Regions from separate parts of the Mus musculus genome. Here regions 2, 3, 4 and 5 are each linked to region 1. A link is a contact called in public capture Hi-C and promoter capture Hi-C data. All regions are on one chromosome and are shown on one strand. The core of a region is the stretch at or near the end of the contact, and the rest is flanking DNA. Distances in the headings are between cores, read along the strand shown.

Region 1 (4,488 bases), core at 285-2,784:
CTCTGTGCTTTCATGTTGCTGCTTTATTTCGACCCCAGAGCTCTGGTCTGTGTGCTTTCATGTCGCTGCTTTATTAAATCTTGCCTTCTACATTTTATGTATGGTCTCAGTGTCTTCTTGGGTACGCGGCTGTCCCGGGACTTGAGTGGTCTGAGTGAGGGTCTCCCCTCGAGGGTCTTTCACCATCACCCAACAAAACCAAGATATTCCAATGGGGCTGTCTGTAGCTAACACATTCACAGATACAGGATATGTGTGTGTGCGTATTTATCTTTAGATTAAAGAATTATTTATTTTACAGTTATGAGTATTTTGCCTGTACGTGTGTCTGTGCCCCACATGAGTGGCTGGTCATCTTGGAAGCCAGAAGAGGGCATTGGATCCCCTAGAATTGGAGTTATACATGGCTGTGAGCCACCTTGTAGGCGATGGGAATTAAACCTGGGTCCTCTACAAGAACAACACCACGGATCCATCTCTCTATCCCAGTGTGTATTTACTTTTAAATGTCAGAAAAAGGAATCAGTAATACAAAGTTGAATATTTTTTGTTACTGTTACTTTTGGGGAGAAAGTTATGAACTTGTCTTGCCACGTCAGCTTCCCTGAACGCTGGTGTCATTGGTGTGAGCTTCTCTTTCAGGGTCTATGTACATCTGTGAACTTTATTTATTGTGTTTCTTTCAGTACTTGAAAATTTACATACTAAAATGTGTATTATTTTTACGAGAAACTATTTCTGTTCCCTCCCCCACCCCCTGGGTTGAAGTACTGAGGACCAAACTCATGGTTGTGTGCTAGAGTGTTATTACTGGATAACATTTCCAATCCTTCATAGCTTTTAGACGGTCTCACTAAGCTGCCTTCACTGGTTTTGAACACGTGATTCTCTATAGCTGAGATTTAGAAGCATGGGCCACCATGCAAGACTACTTGTGTTTTTTTTCTTTTTGTTTTTGAGTCAGGGTCTCTCAGAGTTCCTGGTTGGCCTTGAGCTTACTATGTATGTAGACCAGGCTGACCTTTGGTTCTAAGTACTAGACTTAAAGATACATGTCACCACATTGGTCTTTTATTTTACCTTTTCAATTATATTTTCTTTCTTTTTTTTTTTTTTTTAAAGATTTTATTTATTTATTATATGTAAGTACACTGTAGCTGTTTTCAGACACACCAGAAGAGGGCGTCAGATCTCGTTACGGATGGTTGTGAGCCACCATGTGGTTGCTGGGATTTGAACTCTGGACCTTTTGAAGAGTAGTCGGGTGCTCTTACCCACTGAGCCATCTCACCAGCCCCCTATATTTTCTTTTAAAAAATATTTTGTAAGTTATGCTTGTGCATGCGTGTGTATGCGCATGAGTTGCTGGACCTGAGTTTGCAGGCTGGTGTCTGATAGGGATGCTGGGAATTGAACTGGGGCGCTCTGGGAGAACACAAGAAACTGTATCTTGTTTTTTTTTTTTTTCCCGGAGAAGGGGCGTTCCAGACAGAGTAGGCCCCGCCCCAGGTCTTGGGCCCCGCCCTCCAGCAGAGGACACGCCTCCGCCACATTCAAAATGGCGGCCGCGCTGGCCCACTTGGGTGTTTGAGCACGTCGCAGGTCGCTCCACTCCAATCATGGCGGCCTCCGGACCGGCGGCGGCTGCGCCGAGTGGCGTTCTGGTGACATGTGGTCTGGAGCAGGTTCTGGAAGCGCTGAAGTTGCTGCTGAGCCCGGGAGGTGAGAGGACGAGTCTCGGCGCGGGGCTGGACCTGAGGCTCGCGGGGTCGCGGGTCACCCAGGCTCGCCCTGGCTGCTACCGCATGTTTCCCGCAGGCCCTCCCGGCATCTCCATCCCCACTCCCGGGAGCGCTTGGGCTCTGTGCAGTCTCACTTAAAACTTAAACTGAAGCTCCAGGAAAGGGCCTGCAGTCCGCTGACCGCTGATGCCGGCCGAGGTCCGTTGGGCGCCTCGCTGAGCAGCGGCTTCGGTCCACTGTTTGCTCCAGCACAGCCCTGACACAGGGACTGGAGACGCCTTCACACAGGTGTAATGTGATGTCCCAACCGCTTGAGGGCTCCGAGCCTGGTGTGCACGCTTGAGATTTGTACAAAATGCCAAGTGACCAGAGATGCCCAGCAGGGACGTTTTTTGGCTGAATTTGAGGAAGATTTTTAAGGGTTTCTGTTTTGGTATCAGAGGTGCACAGTCACCTTTAATCACTTGTTGAGTTAACTTCCCAGTTTAGTATTTGAAGAGACCTTGGGAATAGTGAGACCTTGCATTCTCACTGTTGAGTCCCAATTTGTGGTGGTTTGAACTGCCTCTGCCTCCCCAGTGCTGGGATTAAAGGCAAGCATGACCATTCACACCTCCTGCCCCTTTCTTTCTTTAGACAGGGTATCACTGTATAGTTAAGGTTTGTCCTGGAACTCACACCTCAAATCAGGTGGTTATATTAGAGGGATGTCCATGGACCTAGAACTCAGTTCTGCCTGATCTCCTTGTCAGACTAAGGCAGATTATTCAGAATAGAACTTCTGATGGCATCTGGAAACGTAGAAGGGTGTAAGAAAATAGGATCCTAATTATAAGCACAGCATGTCTGGGTGCGTGTAGAATTATCAAGGTAAAGGCAACGTGTGTGATTACAAGGTGAACACTCTCGGTCTTAAATGTCGACCCCCAAACTACAGCTGCAAACATTACAGAGTACTTAGTGGGACGTGAAAAGCAATTAGTAGTAGATGATTGCCTACTAAGCGCCAGTCCCTATAGTCCATTTACTTGTAGATCATTTAGTCCTCACAGCAGTCTCCTAAGTATTAATAGGCATTAATTTTTGCAGAGGAACATACATGTACATTGGAAATTGCCCAAAGTAAATCAAGTTCGTGACAAACCTCAGTTCCTTCACTAAAAGCTTGCAAAATATACTCTCTTGCCCCAATTAAGAGTCAACGGCAGGATACGTATTTTATTTATTTATGTTTGAATGCCTATTTCTGTGAGTGTATGTATGCTGTGTGCATGCAGTAGCCCACAGAGGCCAAAAGAGGGTGTCAGTTTATCTGGAACTGGAGTTACAGGCAGTTGTATCACATGGGTGCTAAGACCCAAACCCCAGTGCAGAAAGTGGTCTTGCCCAATGAACCATCCTTCCGGCTTCCACATTAAAAGGAAAAAGAAAAAAAGATTATTTTATTTTTTTAATAATATGTATGTGTGGGTATGTATGTGTGAGTGAAGTTATCCAGAGAAACCAGAAGTGTCAGATCTCCCTGGAGCTGGAGTTATGGGCAGTTGAGGCATCTGACATGGGTACTGGGAACTGAGCTTGTACCTTCTGTCTTTTAACTTACTAATGGAGAGATCCCTTGTTCAGCATTTGGCAGTCGTAGCTATTGGGTTGGTTTAGTTTTGATTTGTTTTTTCCCCCAGTTTTGAGATAGGGTCTCATGTACCCCACATAATGAAGGGTAATCTTGAATTTCTGTACCATATAATGAACTTAAATTTCTGATTCTTTTACCTCAGTCACCTGAATGCTGGGATTACAGGCCTGCAGTGTCACACTGGTTTATGTAGTACTGGGGCATCAAACCGAGGGCATCTTGCCTGCTGGGCAATTAGTCTACCAGCTGAACTACATCCACACCACTGTTTCCAAACACTCTTGTTTGGAAGGGGAAAAAAAATAGTATGCTAAAATTCTTCGTTTTTAAAGAAGGTTTATGCTATATTTATTTATGTGTATGCGTGTGGGTGCCCATGGAGACCAGAAGAGGGCACTAAATCCTTTGGAAATGGAGTTATATGAGGTTGTGAACCCTTTTATGTGGGCGCTGGGAACTAGATTCTGGTTCTGTGAGAGGGCGCTAAGTGCTCTCTGCTGCTGAGCCATCTCTCCAGCCCCCTAAATTATTCTATGTTGTGTATGTAGACTATTGTGTACTGCATGGATCTGGATGTGGCTTTTTTGTTCTTTTCTGTCTTTTTTCTTTTCATTTTTCTTTTTTTTTTTTGGTATGACTTTTTAAAGAGAACGTTTCATGTTATAGCCCAGGCTGCCCTGGAACTCTCTGTGTAGTGCAGGCTGGACTCAAACTAATGGCAATAACTGCCTCAGTCTCCTGAGTAACTCGGTTACAGGTGTCAGTCTCCTGCGTAACGGGGTTACAGGTGTGCACCACCAAGCTGGCTGTTTCGTTCTTTTGTTTTGGTGTTGGGGATCAAACACCAGGTCTGTGCTTGCATATGCTGTATCAGGTTTAGTTTACTCCTGCAGTGTGTGTGTGTGTGTGTGTGTGTGTGTGTGTGTGTGTGTGTGTGTGTTTGGGATAGGGTGTAGCTCTGTGCCCTTGACACCTGCTTTATAGAACAGGCTAGCCTCAGATTTTGGGGATTTGCTTGCCTCTACCTCCCAAGTTCTCAAGTTTGAGTGCCTGTACTGGTCATCTGGATCTTTTTTGGTGAGGGTAGACCCCCTCTATCCCCGGGTTTGG
Region 2 (4,741 bases), core at 904-3,403, 430 kb after region 1:
AATTTTTTAAAGAAATGTTAAAAATGTTTCAGCATAATATTTTTATTGAGTATTTGGTAATTTCACACAACATTCCCTAGTACACTCACTTCCCAGTCCTTCCAGGCCTCCCCTGATACCTTTGTGCTTCCCCCACCCTCACCCCCTCCAAGAAAGTAGAAAAAAAAACCCTCAAGTTCAATTTGTGTTGCTCATATACTCACTGGAGCATGGTCAAACTCTGGCCATCCCCTTAAAGAAAATGGAGTCCTTCTCCACCCATCCCTTGCCAGAAGCCATCAGTCATGGAGAGCTGCACTTCAGGATCTTTATCACCATTTTTAAGTATTACTCTCTTCAATGGCTTCCTGTCTAGGCTGTTCCTTTTGGGGGGTAGTTAGAGGTAGGAGCTGTGTCAGAAGCTTCCTATGACTCTCTTTCTCCAAAGTGTGTCTGAAGTCATCGATACCACCGCAAAAGTAGTTTCCTTGCCCTTTTACAGTCAATGGAAGCACAAAGGAGGGACACCCATATGGCCTCCGGCATCAGCAGGTCTCCTTCAGGTGGCAATACAGACCACAACGCGACTCGGCTTTTGGTGGTAACATAGGCAGGCCGTGGACACCAGCACAGCCTTTGGCTGCAGTAGGACCACAGACGCCAACATGGTCTCTGGCGCCTGGTGGCTGCACAGACCACGGACATCAACGAGGCTTCTGCCAACAACCAGAACCACGGACCCTAACATGGCTCCTGTGATAGCGCAGACTATGAACATCCATCCCACCTGGCCTTCCATGGTAGCATGGTCCTCTGCTGGGTCACCTTACTCAAACTGTGTGGTGTGTCTCTGTACTTTCTTTCTTTTTAAATTTATTCATTATATGTAAGTACACTGTAGCTGTCCCCAGACACTCCAGAAGAGGGCGTCAGATCTCATTAAGGATGGTTGTGAGCCACCATGTAGTTGCTGCGGTGTGAACTCAGGACCTTCGGAAGAGCAGTCAGTGCTCTTAACCACTGAGCCATCTCTCCAGTATTTTCCATTGTTAATTCTGTACAGGCAAAGAATTAAACACTGGTTGTAATAAAGATCTGACTACCAAAGCTGGGTGGTGGTGGTACATGCCTTCAATCCCAGCACTCGGTAGGCAGAGGCAGGCGGATTTCTGAGTTTGAGGCCAGCCTGGTCTACAAAGTGAGTTCCAGGACAGCCAGGGCTATACAGAGAAACCCTGTCTCAAAAAAACATTTTTTTAAAAAAAAATCTGACCGCCAATAGCTGGAGCAGGAAGTGGAGGTCAGAACTTCCGGGCAGACAGAATGTCACAGGGGAAGAAAGCAGAAATGAGAGGTTTGGAAAGTGGACATGGAGGGAAAGGAACAGACACGACCTCAATGGAGCAGAGAAAGACATAGAGCTGGTCACGTGGCAGGTTGTACACTAGGTAGTTGGGTTAGGTTAGATGAGCTAGCTGGGAGACTGCCCTAGTAAAGGCCTGAGCTTTGAGCTATTAGAAGCCCCCGTGTCATTATTAATGCTGTTGGCTGGTAGAGAAAGTCCTTGTTATAGGCCTCGGACATTGGCATGGACTCCAGTGGCAGCCCAGACCACAAACATCAATATGAATGCCATCATGCTTCAACACTGCTTGGAGCAGCGACAGGGACCTCAGACATCAACATGGCGTCTAAGAACAGCACCGACCATGGAGACCCTTCAAGGAGGTCCAGTCCAGAAAATGAATCATTCGTCATCTCGGGCAAGGGTGATCGTGCAGCTGGGCAGTGTGCTCCCGGGCTGAGTCTGTGCAAGCTCCAGGCTGCTGCAAACCACCTTTCTGACCCTAGTAAACAATGACGTGTTCCGCTTCCGCAGTAGCTGGAAGCCCTCTCTCACGCCGGTTACCAACAGTGAGATCTAGTTCCATCTCTCTCCTTCTGGCCCGCACCAGTTCACTCCTCTGTCTTTCCCACCTCTCCATGACAGCATTGGGTCCTGCTGTTGCCCTGAATCAGGACGATGATCTTGCCGCTAGCCAGGGCATCCGGGACGGGTTTTGGATAAGCTCCGGGATGCTGCACATCTTCCTGCCGCCTGGTGTCTGCAGCCCTGAGGCTCAGCTGAACTGAACCTTTGTGCTTGTAGACTGCCGGTAGCTCCTCTGCTGCTAATGTGACCTCCATCTCCCAGCAGGGGAGGCAGCTCAGGCTAAAGCCCCAGGCCAGGTCCCCCAGGTCTAGCCAGTCCCTGCCAGAGTCAACCGGTCCCAGCTGTATCCTGTAATGAGCCTGTACCTCCTTCTTGTGCTCCTGAAGCTCATAGATGGAGTAGATGTTGGGGTGGACCGGCTCAAAACGCTGGATCTGGGCTGAGATGAAAGCCAAATTGGTCACCCCAGTGAAAAGTTAAATTAAAAAAAAAAAAAAATAAATAAAAATAAAAAAAAAAAAAAGGAGGTGGCACACGTCTTTAATCTCAGCACTCAGGAGGCAAAGACTGGCAGATTTCTGTAAATTTGATGCTAGGCTGGTCTACAGAGTGAGTTCCAGAATAGCCAAGGCTATATTAAAAATCAAAAAGCAAAACCATAAAAACAAAACCAAAAACTATTACAATGGGTGATGGAGAGATAGCTCAGCCTCGAAGAACACTGGCTCCTCCCTCTGTCCCTAGGACCCACATGATAACATGGTTACAGTTAGTAACTCCAGCTCTAGAGGGTCCAAAGGCCTCTGGGGCTCTGCATGCACATAGTGCAGTCACACATGTAGGAATATCACACACACACACACACACACACACACACACACACACACACACACACGTGCAAATAAGTTTTTTTAAAAGACTTATTTATTATTATGTCCAAGTACACTGTAGCTGTCCTCAGATGCACCAGAAGAGGGCGTCAGATCTCATAAAAGGTGGGTTGTGAGCCACCATGTGGTTTCTGGGATTTGAACTCAGGACCTTTGGAAGAGCAGTCAGTGCTCTTACCCATTGAGCCATCCCGCAAATAAATTTTTTTAAAGGCTGGAATTTTTTTATCTCATTTGTTAGGGTGCTTGCATAGTATTCGTGAGTACCAGGATTGCAGAAAACTGGACATGGTAGCACTCGGTTTAAATCTTTTATCTATTTTAAAATCCAAATTCAGTTTAACTATTAAGAGACAAAAATCTTACTACACAGCCTTTGTTTTGGGGCTCCGGGATTAGAATCCTGGACCTTGAACATGCTAAGCATAATCTCTACCAACAAGTCACATTTTCCCCACTCTAAATCTGGTTTTAAATTCAAACCTGCTTGGTAGCAGTAAGCTCGGATGACAAGGGATTTGATTAGTGTCCCCTGTTCTTGAAGTTCACATAAACAAAATCTCACATTGAGCACAGTCTTCGATCTGGCTTCTTTTGCACACTGTCTTTGAGATCAAACCACGTCACTCCTTTTTATAGCTGAGTATTGTGTTTCATTGTGTGGAAGCCCACAATTTACCCATCCATTCTCTTGTTGATAGACACTTGGATTCTTGCCCGCTTTGGACAATTAGGAAAAAGACTGCTGTGAAGATGCTAATTCGAGTTTGAAGGAAAGAAAATGCACACATCAAACTTTTAGATGTTAACTGTAGGCTGCTCAAGGAGAGGGATGCAGTCATTTTAGGTGGCAGTTTCTTTTCTTTCTTGGGGAAAAAAGAAAAGCAAGACCAGATTCATCTCCTCAACCCTTACACCAGCCTACACTTGTCTTTCTCCTTTAAGTCAGCCTAGTGGCAGTGTGATGGGAATACACTTGTGGACGTTGAAAGCACCTTCCATCTGGGTCTAGACCATTAAGACCAGCCAGTGCTCTTAATCAGGTTCGGTTCCCAGCACCCACCCCACATGGCAGCTCACAATCGGCTGTCACTCCAGCTCCAGGAGATCCGACACCCTCACACAGACAGACATACATGCAGGCAAAACACCATTCCTAAGACAAAAATAAATACATCACTTAATTACTTTTAACAAAAGAAAGAAAAAAGATTTCTATCAACCCCTCTGTGGTTTACCTCCAAAACTTAAAACATTTTTAAAAATTGTGTTTGTGGGTGTGTGCTTCCCTTGTAAGTAGAGCTGGCTGTGGAGGTCAGGAGAGGATGTTGGCTTTCCCTGGAGCTGTGGCGACAGCTTCCCAGTGAGTCCTCTGCAAGAGTAGTCTGTGCTCTTTAACTGTTGGGCGTCTTGCCAGGCCTTCTGAGTATTATATTTTATTCTTTTTTTTTTTTTTTTTTTTTTTTTTTTTGGTTTTTCGAGACAGGGTTTCTCTGTATAGCCCTGGCTGTCCTGGAGCTCACTTTGTAGACCAGGCTGGCCTCGAACTCAGAAATACGCCTGCCTCTGCCTCCCGAGTGCTGGGATTAAAGGCGTGCGCCACCACGCCCGGCTTTCTTTTTTTTAAAAATAAGTTTGTTGTGGCTTAGCAGGTAGTGACAGGAAGCTTACTAGAAGTTCAAGATCTCAGCCTGGACTACATAGTAGGACTGTCTCAAAACAACAACAACAACAACAAGCATGGCCCAGAGGTTAGGAGCACCTGTCTCCTGTTGCTCTGGCAGAGCACCCGAGTGACCCCAGAACACCCACACAGTAGGTCTCAAACATCCCTAACTTCAATTCCAGCAGATCCAGCATCTTCTAATGACCTCCAAGAGTATCAGGCAAAACCACTCATATATACATATGTATATGGTTTACATGTATACACACAGGC
Region 3 (4,447 bases), core at 1,905-4,404, 470 kb after region 1:
CACTTAAGAAGTGGACCCCTCTTATAATGTCTAGAAAGTATAACCTCCCATAGAATTCTGCCTCCTGATCTTCCGGGATGTGAGCAAGCTCTAACTGAAGATTTTAGCAGGCACTGTACTGAGAATTTTAATGGCCAGTCTGCTGCTGTGGCTCCTCTAAATACTTTTCAAAGAGCTTGAAAAAAAAAAATTAAAGCAGCCAGGGAAAGAAAACTATAGATTTTTCATGAATACATGGATACAGAGACTCTGTGGAACATTAACAGGACTCAAGAAGGCTGAGCCAGTAAAGGCTCTTGCACCCAGAATGGGTGACCTGAATTTGATCCCTCAGATTTACAGGGTAGATGGAGAGAATCGATTCCTGCAGGTTGTCCTCAAAACTAAATACTATATATATATTGAGAGTCACTTGTTCTGACGTCCCTTTCAGGCTGTTCACTTATCAAGTATGTTTTCCCTGCTTTTGACCGTAATCTCTAGAAATTAAATTACATACGCACACACATGTACATGCACATTCACATGTATACACACAGAGGCGGGGCCACACGTAGTGTGTGCCTGTTTATGAGTCTATCTTTTTATTTCTTTTGGAGGAGAACTGGTTTCTTTGGATTTTTTTTCCTTTGTTTTGAGCCCAACAACAACAACAACAACAACAACAACACACACACACACACACACATTAGGGGCCAGAGAAATGGCTCAGCTTATAAAAATGCTAAAGCTTGATGCTTTGAGTTTGATCTTTGGATTTTACATGGTAGAAGGAGAGAACTGACCACTACAGGTTCTCCTCTGACCTCTATAGGGACCCCTCCCCACCCCCATAAGCAAGTCAATGTACTTTTTTTTTAATTAGGTATTTTCCTCATTTACATTTTCAATGCTATCCCAAAGGTCCCCCATACCCCCCCAATCCCCTACCCACCCACTCCCCCTTTTTGGCCCTGGCATTCCCATGTACTGGGGCATATAAAGTTTGCAAGTCCAATGGGCCTCTCTTTGCAGTGATGGCCGACTAGGCCATCTTTTGATACATATGCAGCTAAAGACAAGAGCTCCCGGGTACTGGTTAGTTCATATTGTTGTTCCACCTATAGGGTTGCAGTTCCCTTTAGCTCCTTGGGTACTTTCTCTAGCTCCTCCATTAGGGGCCGTAAATGTACTTTTTAAAGGTGGAGCTGATGCAGATTTTCCATAAGCCCTAAATTCAACCACGTATAACTTTCTGGATTTTTTTTTTGGAAATCTTACTGCCTCACAAATTTTATAATAGGGTCTGTGGGAGAATGGCGATACAAGAAGCAAGCTCTTTGCTCTGTGTTTCATTTTCACTGTTTTGTAGGGATATGCAGTTTACAAATCTGTGTGCTCACTCCTACATGCACAAGGAAGCTGGAGGAGTGGTCACGTGTCTTCATCTGTCATTCCTCTTCAGGTTCCCTGAAAGAAAGTCTCTCCCTGAACTTGGGGCTTGCTGTTTTCAGCTCTACCAGATGGCCAGCAAGCTCTCAGGAGCTGCCTTCCTCCACCACCACCCCAGAACTAGAATTACAGGCATAGGAAGGCCTGCCGGGCTTTTACTGCCGAGGGAGGGAATGGTTAAGTCGTCACTTTTGCTCAGCAAGTGCTCTGAGTCTCTACTGTGGTGCCTTTCCCCTGTGCTGGCTGGTTTTGTGTGTCAATTTGATGCAGGCTGGAGTTATCACAGAGAAAGGAGCTTCAGTTGGGGAAATGCCTCCATGAGATCCGGCTGTAAGGCATTTTCTCAATTAGTGATCAAGTGGAGAGGGCCCATTGTGGGTGGTGCCATCCCTGGGCTGGTAGTTGTGGTTCTATAAAAGTGCAGGCTGAGCAAGCCAGGGGAAGCAAGCCTATAAAGAACATCCCTCCATGGCCTCTGCATCAGCTCCTGCTTCCTAACCTGCTTGAGTTCCAGTCCTGACTTCCTTGGTGATGAACAGCAATGTGGAAGTGTAAGCTGAATAAACCCTTTCCTCCCCAACTTGCTTCATGGTCATGATGTTTGTGCATAGAATAGAAACCCTGACTAAGACAATGGCTTATAACCTGCAAGCATAATAAACCTTCTACTTCTCCAGCTGGTTTTGGTCAGTATTTATGAGAGCCATCAGAGCAAACTACAGTACATAGTTTGTGTAATTAGGAACTTAGGTTATGGAAAGTAGACATGGTGGTGTCCTTTTAAGCCAGCACATGGGAGGCAGAGGCCTCTGAGTTCCAGGACAACCAGGCTTACATACTGATACATTTCTAAACAAACAAACAAACAATAAAATATTAGTGAAAGAGGTTGCAAATAGTTTACAGAGTCATGAGTGCTAGGTTGTGAAGTAACACCGTGAAACATTTTAGGATGATCAGCCTCTTAGTTTTCACCGCAATTAAAGAGAAAGGCTCGCAACCTTGCACATTAACTTAGAATTCCAAATTACCTAGACTTTTAGCAAGGGTCATTTGAAGTAAATCCTATTTTAGGCCATTTAGAAACTAAAACAGTGTAGATGAGCCCTGATCACTGAAGAATTCAGTTAGAGATTGTTTTGTCAGTAGTGGAAGAAACTTAGGACATCTACCCTTGCCCCAACTGCTGTCCTAAGGCCTTGTACCTAAGAGCCATGGAGTCCAACGCCACTTGTGATTTACACAGTGGATTGCTGGGCTCACGCCTCTCTTAGCACACTCTCTTTAACACACATCCCAAACCTCTGGGCAAGGAAGGTAGAGGTCACCACACCCATTTTAATTGTTGAGCCTTTTGGAGCCTAAAGGGAACCAGTCTGGGGGACAGCAAAGCTTGTAACCCCGGGGGCTGCAATTCTGGATGGGAAGATCAAGGGAAAATGCGGGTCCGTTCATTCGGGGACCCAGGGTGGCAGGAAGGGAAAAGAGACGCTGGAAACCGGCTCTTTTCTTTTAGGGCCGGGCCTGCCCATGGGCCGAGCAGAGAGAATGCTCTCCTGTGGTGACACTTGTCACCCGGCCACGTTTAGGCGCTGGTCCAAAATCACGATATCTGATTGGCAAGGTTGGAGGGGCTGGTCGACGCCGATTGGCCAGTCGGACGTCGGACCAGGTTTACCCGGTTACGGAAGCCGAGGAGGACCCAGCGCGGGCCGGCAAGTCAAGGAAGTTAGCGGTGGAAGCCCAGATAGCGGCGGAGAGGGCTTCGGATCCCATGGCGACCCCGGAGGCCAGCGGCAGTGGCGAGAAGGTCGAGGGCTCCGAGCCCTCCGTCACCTACTACCGGCTGGAGGAGGTGGCGAAGCGAAACTCGGCGGAAGAGACGTGGATGGTGATCCACGGGCGAGTCTACGATATCACCCGCTTCCTCAGCGAGGTGCGGGCCGGGGAGGCGGGAGGCCTCCGCGCGCTGCCGGGGTGGGGGTGGGGAGAGGCCACGCGTGGCTGTCCGGCGCCCGGAAGGAACCGTGACCCTCGGAGGGGCTGCAGTCTCAGCCTCGACTGACAACGTGCGTTTCTCAATGCATGGAGCACTTGCAGGATGCTAGATCACACGCCAGGCCATCAACCCGTTTCCCATAAAGAGAAACTGAGGCTCACGGAGGCCGGGAGCTCTCAAGGGCACACACTTAACGACCTAATCGAGCCCAGTTCAGAACTGCTCCTTTCCAGGAAGTATGCCTTAGAAAGCAGTGCTTTGGGGGGCTTTTATTTTCTAGAGGAGAAGGCAGTTTTTTTAAAAAGTAAAAACAATTAAATTTTGTATGTGGGGGGGGTGGGGGTGGGGGTGGGGGCATCTGCATCTGCGTTTGGTGCCAGAGGTCAGAACCCCAGGAGCTGGATAAGAGGAGGTTGTGAGCCTCCTGATGTGGGTGTTGGGTACTGGATCTTCCGAGAAAACAGAACATGTGCACATGTGCTCTTATCCAGTGAGCTGAGATTCCTCCCACCCCTGTTCCTGGTTAGGCAGTAGAGTGTGTGGGGTGTGTGTGTGTGTGTGTGTGTGTCCGTGGAACTTTTATGTAGAGCAGGCTGGCTTCGAACTCAGGGATCCTTCTGCCTCTGCCTTCTGAACGCTGGGGTTAAATGTGTGGGCCACCAACACCTGGCTTTCAACCCTTTTGTTAGTGCTTCAAATCAAATCTTATTACTCAAGATCTCTTTGAGACTGTTGGGCCACAGATAATTTTCCTCTTTGTGACAGGGCGTTTTTCAGCTTATTACATAGTCTCTGTAGACCTTGAACTTCTAATCTTCCTGTATATGCCTTTCTAGGGATCAGATCGCTCATGCTTATTAGGCAAACACTGTCAACTATATTACACCTCTAGCTGGGGTTTGACAAGTGTATTTGACCATGTAGTCACTACAGTAAGGAAAAAGAACATTTCACCCCACTAAGATGTTACTCTCTTGTTCCTTTGCTGACTGTCAATCTTTTTTTTTTTTTTTTTCC
Region 4 (4,383 bases), core at 744-3,243, 350 kb before region 1:
GGTCAGATTTGGGTGCCCAAAGGGCTAAAGAGGGTGTCACATTCTTGTGAAGTTTCACTGACTGGAATATAGCCAGTCCTTCAGGTTGGACCCGAGGCAGTTTAAAGCTGCCTTCATCCTGAAGTTGAACCTTAGGTCAGCAACTGTGACTTGAGAGTTAAAAGGATAACTGTCTTGCTACCTTCTACATCTAAGCTTGGTTCCTCTTCCTCCTCCTTCTTCCCACCCCTCCCCCAGCCATATGCATAGCCTCACCACAGCAAGGCACACGCGTGAATACTGGAGCATGGACAGACACATTCATCCAGTCACATTTTCACTCACGCTCTGCCCCACACACCACTATCAATAAAAATCACATCTAGCCACAAAACCAAATTTGTCCTAATATAGCTGATAGGGCATGAGGTTGAATGGGTTTAGTCAGCATGCTTCTTCAGATCCCCTCAACTGCAAGGTAGAGTCCCTGGTCATCCCTGTCCTCGTGGTCACAAGTCCTGCCTCTAGTAACCATCAATCCCATCGCATTCTTGGGGCAGGACTGGCAGTGGGGTTGGAAGGTGGGGACAGAGAAGAGTGTATGGCACAGGACCCAGCACAGCACAGCCACCTCCTCCCTCGGGATTTTCCATCCCGGCTCGCGCGGGCCCGCGAGGAGCGAGCGCGCTTTGTCTCTCTCGCTCTCTCTTCTCCTAGCACGTTTCCGTGGAAGCTACCCGTGCCGCGCCCGAAGCCCCCCTTCCTCAGCCGCGCCCCTCGCGCAGTCCAGCCCTGCACGCCTGCCAGTGCCGCCACCGCCGCTTTGTCCTCCCGTGGATGCCTGGGCAGAGCGCGAAAGCCGGGCACCTGAGAGCAACCCCTGCTCGCAGGGTACCAGATCTCGGCGTCCAGATCTGGAGCGCGCTCGGCATGCAGCGGAGCATCCCTCCAGGATCCGCGAACGCGGAGGAGCTGCGGGTTGCTGGAGAGGGAGACCACTGGGTCCTTTCCCTCAGGTGCCCATCTAGACTCTTAGCCGTGGTGCTGGAGCTCTAATTCCCGGGGTGTGGCGGAGCAAGAGAGATGATCTCCACTCTCTACTGCCTGGGACCTGGATCTAGGTGGAGAGGGCCTGGGAAATAAGATCCAGGTAGGGAGGGGTACCTCAGACTCTCACTTCTACCCACCTCCCACACCCAGGCTATTCAGACCTTAGGTGCGGCTCCATCACAGAAGACCCAAGCATCCATCAGTGCTTGGAGCAGGGTGGGGAGGAGTCCTGCAGCCCTTCACTTTCTCCATTCCCAAAAACAAATATCCCACAAAGAACCCAACTGTGAGCAAGTCATAAGGGGAGAGCCTGGATGTAAAGGAGGGCAAAGGGAAGGGTCTCCCTAACAACTCGAAACCTAGGAGAGTCTAAGAGGAGGGGAGGTGTCTCATCAGTCACATCCCAATCCCTGTTTGCAGCCTGTTTGCAGCCTCGAGCTGGGGTGTTGTAAGGAAGGGTCCCTCTATCTCCAAACCTCTCATCCCAGAACAGTCCCTCCATCCTCAACAACCCAAGCAGCCTTGACTTTAGGCGCAGGAAAAGGGAGACTCCAAGCCTTTTTCACGCTCTCCTACGAGAGACCAGAGAGGGTCTTCCAGCCCTTCATCCCTTACACTCAAGAAGCTCTTTCACCATACGACAAAACCCAGCCGAGGTTGCTCCGACCTCAGGCCCTGGGCCACGAAGAGGCCCGCAGTCAGTCCCTCCAGCTCCACGGACAGATGGTGTTAAGTGCGGCGAGGACACGTCCCATCAACTCCCCAGGCCCCCCTCTCCTCAATAAAACAAAAGCAAGTCCTTAGCACCCACCTCAGGTGGCGCACAGGAGGGCGCTCGGTGCGGGGCAGCGCACGCGGCGCCTCCCAGCTCCTCGCGACCGGGGCTTCCTAGAGACGGCTCTCGCGGCGGCGATGGTTACAGCGACCGCGGCTCTGGCATCCGGAGCCTCCCTCGGACTCAGCACCTGGAGCGGCGAACAGCTCCGCGCCTCATTCCGCTGACCCCGCCTCCCGCGAGCTGCTCTGGCCAATGGAGACGCAGGATCCGCCCAGGAGGTTGCCTATTGGGAGGTTCCGGTCCCTCCGTTGGGACCTCGCCCCCAGAGACCGCCCAAGTGTTTGCTCTGCCTGCTGGAACATGTAGTCTCTTAGGGCTGTGGAGTGGGCTCGTGCCGCGGGCTTGTAAACAAATGGACTACATTTCCCAGAGTGCATTGAGGAGCCCTAGGCGCGGAGGAGGGTGGGAGGACTGTTTCCATAGCAAACTCAGCCCCTTGGGGAATGGGGGATGGGGAAGTGGGGCAGGCCTTGGGACCCTTGCAAGACCACATGTGATCTGTGGTTAGCGTCTTGGAAGACGGATTCGGTTATCTTTTTCTCTCTGTTTCTACTTGAGGACCCTGGGCCTCAGTTTCCCTGTCTAGGAAGAAAGGTAACGAGACGGCCTCGCTGCAACACTCGGTGGAGCCAATCGAGAGCGAGACGCTTTGGTTCCTCCCCACCAGAGATAAAGGATACTGGAGGAGACCTTCACACCTCAATCTGAACTTTTATATTTTTTCCTTAATTCTGACACTGAAGGTTTGTTTGTTTTTTTTGTTTTGTTTTGTTTTTTTGTTTTTTTTTTTTTGTTTTTTTTCTTCTGGCCACATTCCTTGCGCCACTAGGACCTTTCCTTCTTGTCCCCACATTTTTGCAGTCTCTCCTTCAGTACTTTCTGGTAGAGTGAGCTGCTTCTGCCTAAAACCTTTCACAGGCTTCCTCGGGCCTCTGGGATCAAATCCACTTTTCACAGCAAAGCTGGAAAGTCCCTTGAGAATTGGACTCCACTCTCGTTTGCATCGTTCTGAACTTTGGAAACTGGCAAGCCTTGAGTACTGATTTTTCTCTCTTCCTCTGATCCCCTCCATCATGCCGTCCTCCAACTCCTCAACATCCTTTAAGCCCCAGTTTAAATGTTGCCTTGATGTGTGACGACTTCCTTGATGTTCTGCCGAGTGTTGCACATCTTCTGTGTCTGTCAGCCTCTACTTCCCCTATTTGATTTGCATGTTTACACACCCAGCTTCCTCATGAAACTAAACTTATAAAGCAGAGGCAAGTCCTGTATTATTCATATTTATAGTTCCGTGTCTACAACCTCTGACATACAGGAGGCACTCAACAAATGCTGAGATTTACCTATAGTTATTGAAAATGAACAGCGGTTTATCTGATTTCAGCATACACCTTCAAAAAATGTTTATTTTCTAAGGTGTTTCCCACTCCTAAAGATGTTCACTAGAAGGATGCTACTGGTTGAAAAAAAAAAGTTTAAATGCCATTCATACTTTTAGGATTGGTTGGGATTTTGTCTGAATGTCCCAGGGTCTTTCTACTACTGTGGTTCTAGAGAAATATATTTGTGCCTGCTATTCCTGTCAATTCCCCCACTAAATGTCACCAGTTCCTCTATTTTAGCTGTTGGCCCTACTTTCTATGTCTAAATGCCTGCCTCCCACTCCCTTTCTGGGAAGATCTTCTCTCACCTGTCAGTCATGAAATAAGATGCTGGCTGGCCTTTAAACCTTCTGCTCAGCATCATAGGACTCCACAGTGATTTCCTGCCTTGCTAGGTAGCATTTTTTCCTCCTGAATCCCCAGGAAAGATTCTGATACTGACTAGATGTCTCATTAATTCCATCCATAGTTTGTTTGTCATCGTCCTAGAAGTTTAGGGTGTATGAAAACACAACCATTCTGGAAAGAATGCCTTCATGTGCATAGTTGATTCACACTGGGAAAGGAAGTAACTGGAAAGACTACTATTCCAAACAGAGCCTGAAAGAAAGGAAGCCTGCTATCCCGGTACAGAACAAAGGCTAGGGCAGAGGATGAATAAAATGTTAGTTCTTCCCTAACAGGACCTCGAGTAAGCCTCGCAGAGGGGCTTTGATCTTGGCTAAATCATGGAGGAAGGCCACTGGGGCTGACTTAATAGACACAGCCTCATTACTAAGGATGAGTTACTCATTACTGCCAGGAGCACAGGGAAATGGGATGTGTTGAAGCTCAGTATCCAAGTCTGTGGATACAGTGAGAGCAAAGGCTGTTGGGAGAACAGAACTATGCCATACAGTGGACATCCACAGAAGCCTAGCGAAGAAACCCACCAAAAGCCGGAGGTGAAGCCCTTGGAGGTCAGTTGAGCCCTTTGAAAGTATCGCTAGGGCAGGAAATTAGATTGACAGAGCACCTACCTACCTGTACACGGCCTTTTGTCTGACTCCGAGTATTGCCCCTCCCACAAAAGTTATGCTAATTTTCAGGAAATGGTACCAAACAGGAAAAAAGTTAAGGTTCCTGGATTCTCCC
Region 5 (4,878 bases), core at 1,065-3,564, 300 kb after region 1:
AGTCCTGGAGCTAGTGGCAGTCCTTCCACTTGAGTCTCCTTGCTGCTAGAATTACAGGTGTGCACCACTGCTCTTGTTGGCTGCCAAGATTGTTTTATATGATTAGTGCATTAGTCAGGGTTTCCTAAAGAAACAAAACTGATAGAATGAATATGTGTTACAAGAGATTTATCAGATGGGCTTCCGTGATATGGACTGGATAGTCCGACAATGGCTTGTCTGCATGCTTGGAGAGACTGAGAACCCCGGAGCCAATCAGTGCACAAGGCTGGTTCCTCAACAGTTCCAAGCTGGCACTGACAGCCTGGAGGGTTCCTGGAGAATGAATCACTGGTCTTCAGCCTAAGTGGAAGGTTGAACAAGGTGGGTTCCACGGTCAGCAGAGGATGGTAACACAGGCAGCAACAAGGTAGATCCAAGGGCTTGCAAGGGGCTCTTGCAAAGGCCAGTGGGTGAGGAGCACACAGCTTTCATACCTCCTCCTATCTGGGCATGGGAAGGATCTCTCAGCTATCCTTCCAGGGATAGCCCCACATACCCACTCAGAGACAAGTCTGTTACTTGATTCCATATCCAATCAAGGTGATACCACAATTAACTGTCACAGCACCACTTTAAGGGACCTGAACATGCTACTGAGAAGATAAAATGATAAAATCTCTGTAGGGGAACAATTTGCCCATGTTTATCCAGAGTCTTGAATATTTCTTCCTACAGAAGATGTTCTTTGTAGATCACTAAACCTAAGTACCCAATAACTAGGGAATACTCTAGTAAATTATGATGTACACACAGTGGAATTTGATATGATTCCTAAATAATACTTAAGAGATAGTATATCTAATATGGAAAATAATTGGGATTTTTTTATTTTATCTTTTCTTCCTTTCAGCATTTTAAATTTAATTGTCTCGGGTGAAAGGATGCGACCAACTGAGTGTAAATGGCTACATCAAAACTTCTAATGGAAGGGGAAAGGGGCTGGAGAGGTGGCTTTGTGGTTAAGATCTTTGGCTGCTCTTGCAGAGAGCCTGGGTTTCTCAGCATCCATCTCAGGTGACTCATAGCCACCTGTACCTCCAGTTCCTGGGATCTGATGGCCTCCTCTGGCCTCTGCAGGCACTGTATGCAAGTGGTGCATGGATGGAGCCACACATACAGAAATAAAAATAAAAAACTTAAGAAGCTGTATAAACGACATTCTTTCTCCTTCCCTCCTTCCCTCCTTCCTCCTCCTTTCCTTTTGGAGACAGGCATAACTTGCCATTTAGTCAAGTTGATGACCTTATTTTTTAAACATAATGAAGGAATTAAAATCAAAATAGGCAGAATTACATCTTTAAAATCAACGTATGTACAAGCACTACAATGTCTTGATAAAAATCCTTCTCCATATTGTTATCGATAAATGCACACACAACGATAGTGTTTGTTAATTAAACTTATTTATTTACTCTGTGTGTTTAGAGGCCAACTTGATGGACCCACTCTGTGGTTCTGTCAGTTGAGAACGGGGAAGGGTTAGACTGGCTCTTTGGAAGATGGGGGCCCTTTCCACTTTGCTTTCTCTTCTCACTTTTTTTTTTCTTTTTTTCTGGGTGGAACTAATTATGAGGAGAATGGTAAACTGAAGGCCAGTGGTTGGTCGTAAAGGTGTTTCTTTTCACATCATTTCCCAAGTTGGTTCTGTGGCAGCTGAGGAGGTCTTATAGGACACAAGTGTCAATTTATAGGTGTTAAACATAGATGGCTCGCTAGCTGGGTGTACAGGCAGCACCACCATAATCTCAGGTGAAATTTACACTTGGTTTTTAAAGCTAAGGTCTCGTGCAGCCCAGGCAGGCCTTGGTATCTATCTAAGAATGACCATAAACTTCTCATCCTCCTCTTTCTTTTACTGGAGTGCAGAGACTACAGGCATATACCACCATGCTGGGGTTGTGAGTTGCTGAATCTCAAACTGAGGACTCAGTGCATTGCTAGAGAGCAGTCTGCCAGCTGATCTGGCCTCAGCCCATATCCATTGCATTTGTAATACAGTGGCCCTTAGGTTGTGTGTCTGCTTTGCTTTTGTTTTTAGCATGTTTGTAGTAATCAGATTAGAGATGCTAATTCTGAATAGATCATTAAGGACTCTTCTAATCACTGTACTTTTCAAGAGTGCTCATTTAGAATGGCTTTGTTTCCCCCAGTTGGTAGACCAGTAGCTGGCATGGCGCCTTAAGTGTTGAAAAGCATGTCTCAGCCATTGGCATTGATTGAAAACCTTAGGAATTTCTGCCAAGTTCTCGTGATCTAATCCTCTCCTAAAAGCACAAAGCTCAAGTGTGTATTGAAATGCCTGAGTCAGCTGCTTAAGGGATACTGGCTACACTCCTGCTCATTCCTCCAGGATGAAAAATCTCCTTGGCGACCTAAGCCAGCAAGCTAGCTTTTACTCTCTCCACCCAGAAATGTATTTATAAAAAACATGAAGGAAAAATATGCACACATGCAAGCAGCTGTCCTATATGTAAACACTAATATTAGAATTATATTTCCTACTATTTTGCTTGATTTCAGCAGATATTGGTGTGGCATTTTTGTTGTTGTTGTTGTTTCATTTGTTTAAGACAGGATCTCACTGTGTAGCCTTGGCTGGCCTGGAATGCTATATAGATGTAGCTGGCCTTGAACTCATAGAGATCTACCTGCCTCTGCCTGTCAAGTGCTTAGATTAATTTAATAATGAAAGACCATGCCTTCATCTCTTCTATTGATTAGGGTTAATTTAAATTTTTTTCTCTAGATTTCTAAGTCAGGAAGGCAAAAGAGAGGCATGCACAGGCTATTCACTGTCCCTAGAGTGTGCACGTGTGCCTAGAGTATGCATGTGTTTAGAGCCACTCTTGTTTTTCCTGTCCTTTTCTTGTGTCTTCATTGTGTCGCAGAAGTGTTGGATGTTCATAAAAACCCATCGTTGGCTGGTGTGGTTGGGGAGAAGGTAGAGGAGAAGGTAGATAATGACTGACTGGCTGCTGTCAGCATTACTAAAGAATAAAGTAGTGTGCAGTAAGCATAATACACTACCATCCTGTGAAATCGGTGGGTAAACAGATAAATGTGTTGTTCTTACATTGCGCTTAGCATATCTACCACCTCTGCGAGATCACACAACAGTTGTCATTAGAGAAATCCAGTTCTTCTGGGTTTTGTTTTATGTGAATCTGTGTATCAATTTTACCTCTTTCAAAAACCTCAAACCTGAAGCTTTTCAAGCATGTACATGAGACAAGTGGAAAGTTCCACCCCTGACCAAATAGAGCAGTCCAAATGAGGACGCTCTTGCCTAAGTTGCCTTGGAGCATATGTGCACTGTTTATATGAAAATGAATTTCCTGTTCATCTTTCCATTTATCTCCATGTACATATGGATACTTCAAAATTTGTAAGGCTTCTGCTGGCAAGCAACTAGGTAAGGGATGATAAACCATATTACATATTCAAAAGAGATTTTAATTGGAATAGATTATTTTGAAAGCACAGGGGATCAGTTGAGTTGGCTTTGTGCTTGTATATACTTATTATATTATTTTTTTTTTTAAAGATTTATTTATTTATTATATGTAAGTACATTGTAGCTGTCTTCAGACACTCCAGAAGAGGGCGCCAGATCTCGTTACGGATGGTTGTGAGCCACCATGTGGTTGCTGGGATTTGAACTCTGGACCTTCGGAAGAGCAGTCGGGTGCTCTTACCCACTGAGCCATCTCACCAGCCCACTTATTATATTATTTTTACCACAGTAATAATGTTTATCCATCTCCCTCTGCCCCATCCAGGTGGAGCGCTCATTTAGGCCAGGGCCAAGCCTTGTATCAATTGAGCTGAAATACTTGCTTAGTATAGGGAAGAAAGAGATGCATGTTTTCTGACATTTGAGAGGTTCTCGTGTATAAGAGATTCAGGCTGTTAGGAGGTTTCAGTGGGAGGAAGCTTTAAGGTGTGTCTCCTTGGTGTGGGTCAAGCTCAAGGGTTTGATAGCATTTGAACTCTGCTTTTCACTTTGTTCTAGATGTTGCTTGTATGTGAATTGTTTTGTTTTGTTTTTCAAGACAGGGTCTCACTGTGTAGCTCTAGCTGTCCTGGAACTCATTCTATAGAACAGGCTGGCCTCAAATTCTGCCTCCTCAATGCTAGGATTAAAACTATGCACCACCACCATCTAGCACATGTATATAAATATCTTGGTTTTTATTTAATCAGAAACAAAAATACTAACCTCCTTTAATTTGTTTTTCATAGTCAAATTCATCCGAGAAGTAACACCATATATCAAGAAACCATCTTTAGTATCAGATCTGCCATGGGAAGGTGCCTCTCCCCAGTCTCCAAGCTTTAGTGGCAGTGAAGACTCTGGCTCTCCAAAGCATCAGAACACCACCAAGGACAGGAAGGTCATCCCTCTCAAAATGTGCTTTGCTGCTCGAAACCTGAGCATGCCAGATCTGGAGAACAGGTGAGCATACGTACCTTCAAGAGCACCGCTCTCAGCCTCAGTGCCTCCTCCTGTTCTGAGATCAGAGATCTGTCTTTAATTTTGGAGCCCACGACGGCCTCAAACCCACCATCTCCCTGCCCAGCCTCCCATTGTCTTTATAAGGAATTTTTAAAATTGTGAGTAATGTTGCAATTCAGAGTCCCCATTGTAGATCTGGGATATCAATTGGCAAGTGACTGACAAGTACGAGTTTCTGACCTCCCTGTCTTCTTTAAAATGCAAGCAATGAATGGAGTAATTTATAACTTTTCTTCTTGTTCTATAGCTATTTGTGTTCTAGGGTGACTTTGATTTCATTAACTTTGTGTAAAAGTATGGGTTGACTCAGTGTTAGGCCA

What was found. Promoter capture Hi-C pulls out the DNA fragments that hold promoters and counts their contacts. Capture Hi-C pulls out chosen DNA fragments and counts their contacts.
Region 2: a promoter capture Hi-C map of embryonic stem cells shows a contact between it and region 1, with 2.1 times the contacts expected there. The contact joins the enhancer-like site here to the promoter of Tango6 in region 1. A contact is called at or near these places in 9 of 39 promoter capture datasets (the 3T3-L1 cell line, 3T3-L1-derived adipocytes, the C10 cell line and 6 more), 5 of 484 Hi-C or Micro-C datasets (the G1E-ER4 cell line, the HL-1 cell line, the N1E-115 cell line and 2 more) and 3 of 115 datasets of contacts at active chromatin or transcription factors (astrocytes, embryonic stem cells and fibro-adipogenic progenitors).
Region 3: a contact with region 1 is called in a promoter capture Hi-C map of adipose tissue. The contact joins the promoter of Cyb5b here to the promoter of Tango6 in region 1. A contact is called at or near these places in 2 of 39 promoter capture datasets (the 3T3-L1 cell line and HPC-7-derived erythroid cells), 2 of 484 Hi-C or Micro-C datasets (embryonic stem cells and natural killer cells), 1 of 115 datasets of contacts at active chromatin or transcription factors (bone marrow-derived macrophages) and 2 of 9 other capture datasets (adipose tissue and liver).
Region 4: a contact with region 1 is called in a capture Hi-C map of macrophages, with 5 times the contacts expected there. The contact joins the promoter of Smpd3 here to the promoter of Tango6 in region 1. A contact is called at or near these places in 2 of 39 promoter capture datasets (embryonic stem cells and hippocampal neurons), 1 of 484 Hi-C or Micro-C datasets (CD4 T cells), 1 of 115 datasets of contacts at active chromatin or transcription factors (pancreatic cancer cells) and 1 of 9 other capture datasets (macrophages).
Region 5: a promoter capture Hi-C map of frontonasal cranial neural crest shows a contact between it and region 1, with 5 times the contacts expected there. The contact joins the enhancer-like site here to the promoter of Tango6 in region 1. A contact is called at or near these places in 16 of 39 promoter capture datasets (3T3-L1-derived adipocytes, the C10 cell line, the HPC-7 cell line and 10 more), 1 of 15 datasets of contacts at CTCF or cohesin (large pre-B cells), 16 of 484 Hi-C or Micro-C datasets (the AML12 cell line, CD4 T cells, the CH12 cell line and 12 more), 7 of 115 datasets of contacts at active chromatin or transcription factors (T-cell acute lymphoblastic leukemia, a beta-TC-6 cell line, bone marrow-derived macrophages and 4 more) and 3 of 9 other capture datasets (adipose tissue, embryonic stem cells and macrophages).

The regions. Positions count from the first base shown.
Region 1 is chr8:106,681,534-106,686,021 of GRCm38.p6, forward strand. It overlaps Tango6 (transport and golgi organization 6), which reads left to right and starts at 1,535. Exons shown (of 18, transcript NM_173037.1): 1 at 1,535-1,722. The coding sequence starts at 1,620.
Region 2 is chr8:107,107,363-107,112,103 of GRCm38.p6, forward strand. No RefSeq gene overlaps it. Among named protein-coding and RNA genes, the nearest start is that of Terf2, 13 kb to the left of the region's middle. Within about 2 kb of position 2,154, at least 25 of the 459 cell types and tissues checked have an H3K27ac peak or open chromatin away from gene starts, as enhancers often do. A contact at or near this core is called in the N1E-115 cell line and embryonic stem cells, where this site is marked.
Region 3 is chr8:107,147,507-107,151,953 of GRCm38.p6, forward strand. Cyb5b (cytochrome b5 type B) reads left to right here and starts at 3,155. Exons shown (of 5, transcript NM_025558.5): 1 at 3,155-3,367. The coding sequence starts at 3,206.
Region 4 is chr8:106,335,972-106,340,354 of GRCm38.p6, forward strand. Smpd3 (sphingomyelin phosphodiesterase 3, neutral) reads right to left here and starts at 1,994. Exons shown (of 9, transcript NM_021491.4): 1 at 1,841-1,994.
Region 5 is chr8:106,976,842-106,981,719 of GRCm38.p6, forward strand. It overlaps Sntb2 (syntrophin, basic 2), which reads left to right. Exons shown (of 7, transcript NM_009229.5): 2 at 4,285-4,498. Among named protein-coding and RNA genes, the nearest start is that of Gm22085, 30 kb to the right of the region's middle. Within about 2 kb of position 2,315, at least 41 of the 459 cell types and tissues checked have an H3K27ac peak or open chromatin away from gene starts, as enhancers often do. A contact at or near this core is called in embryonic fibroblasts, where this site is marked.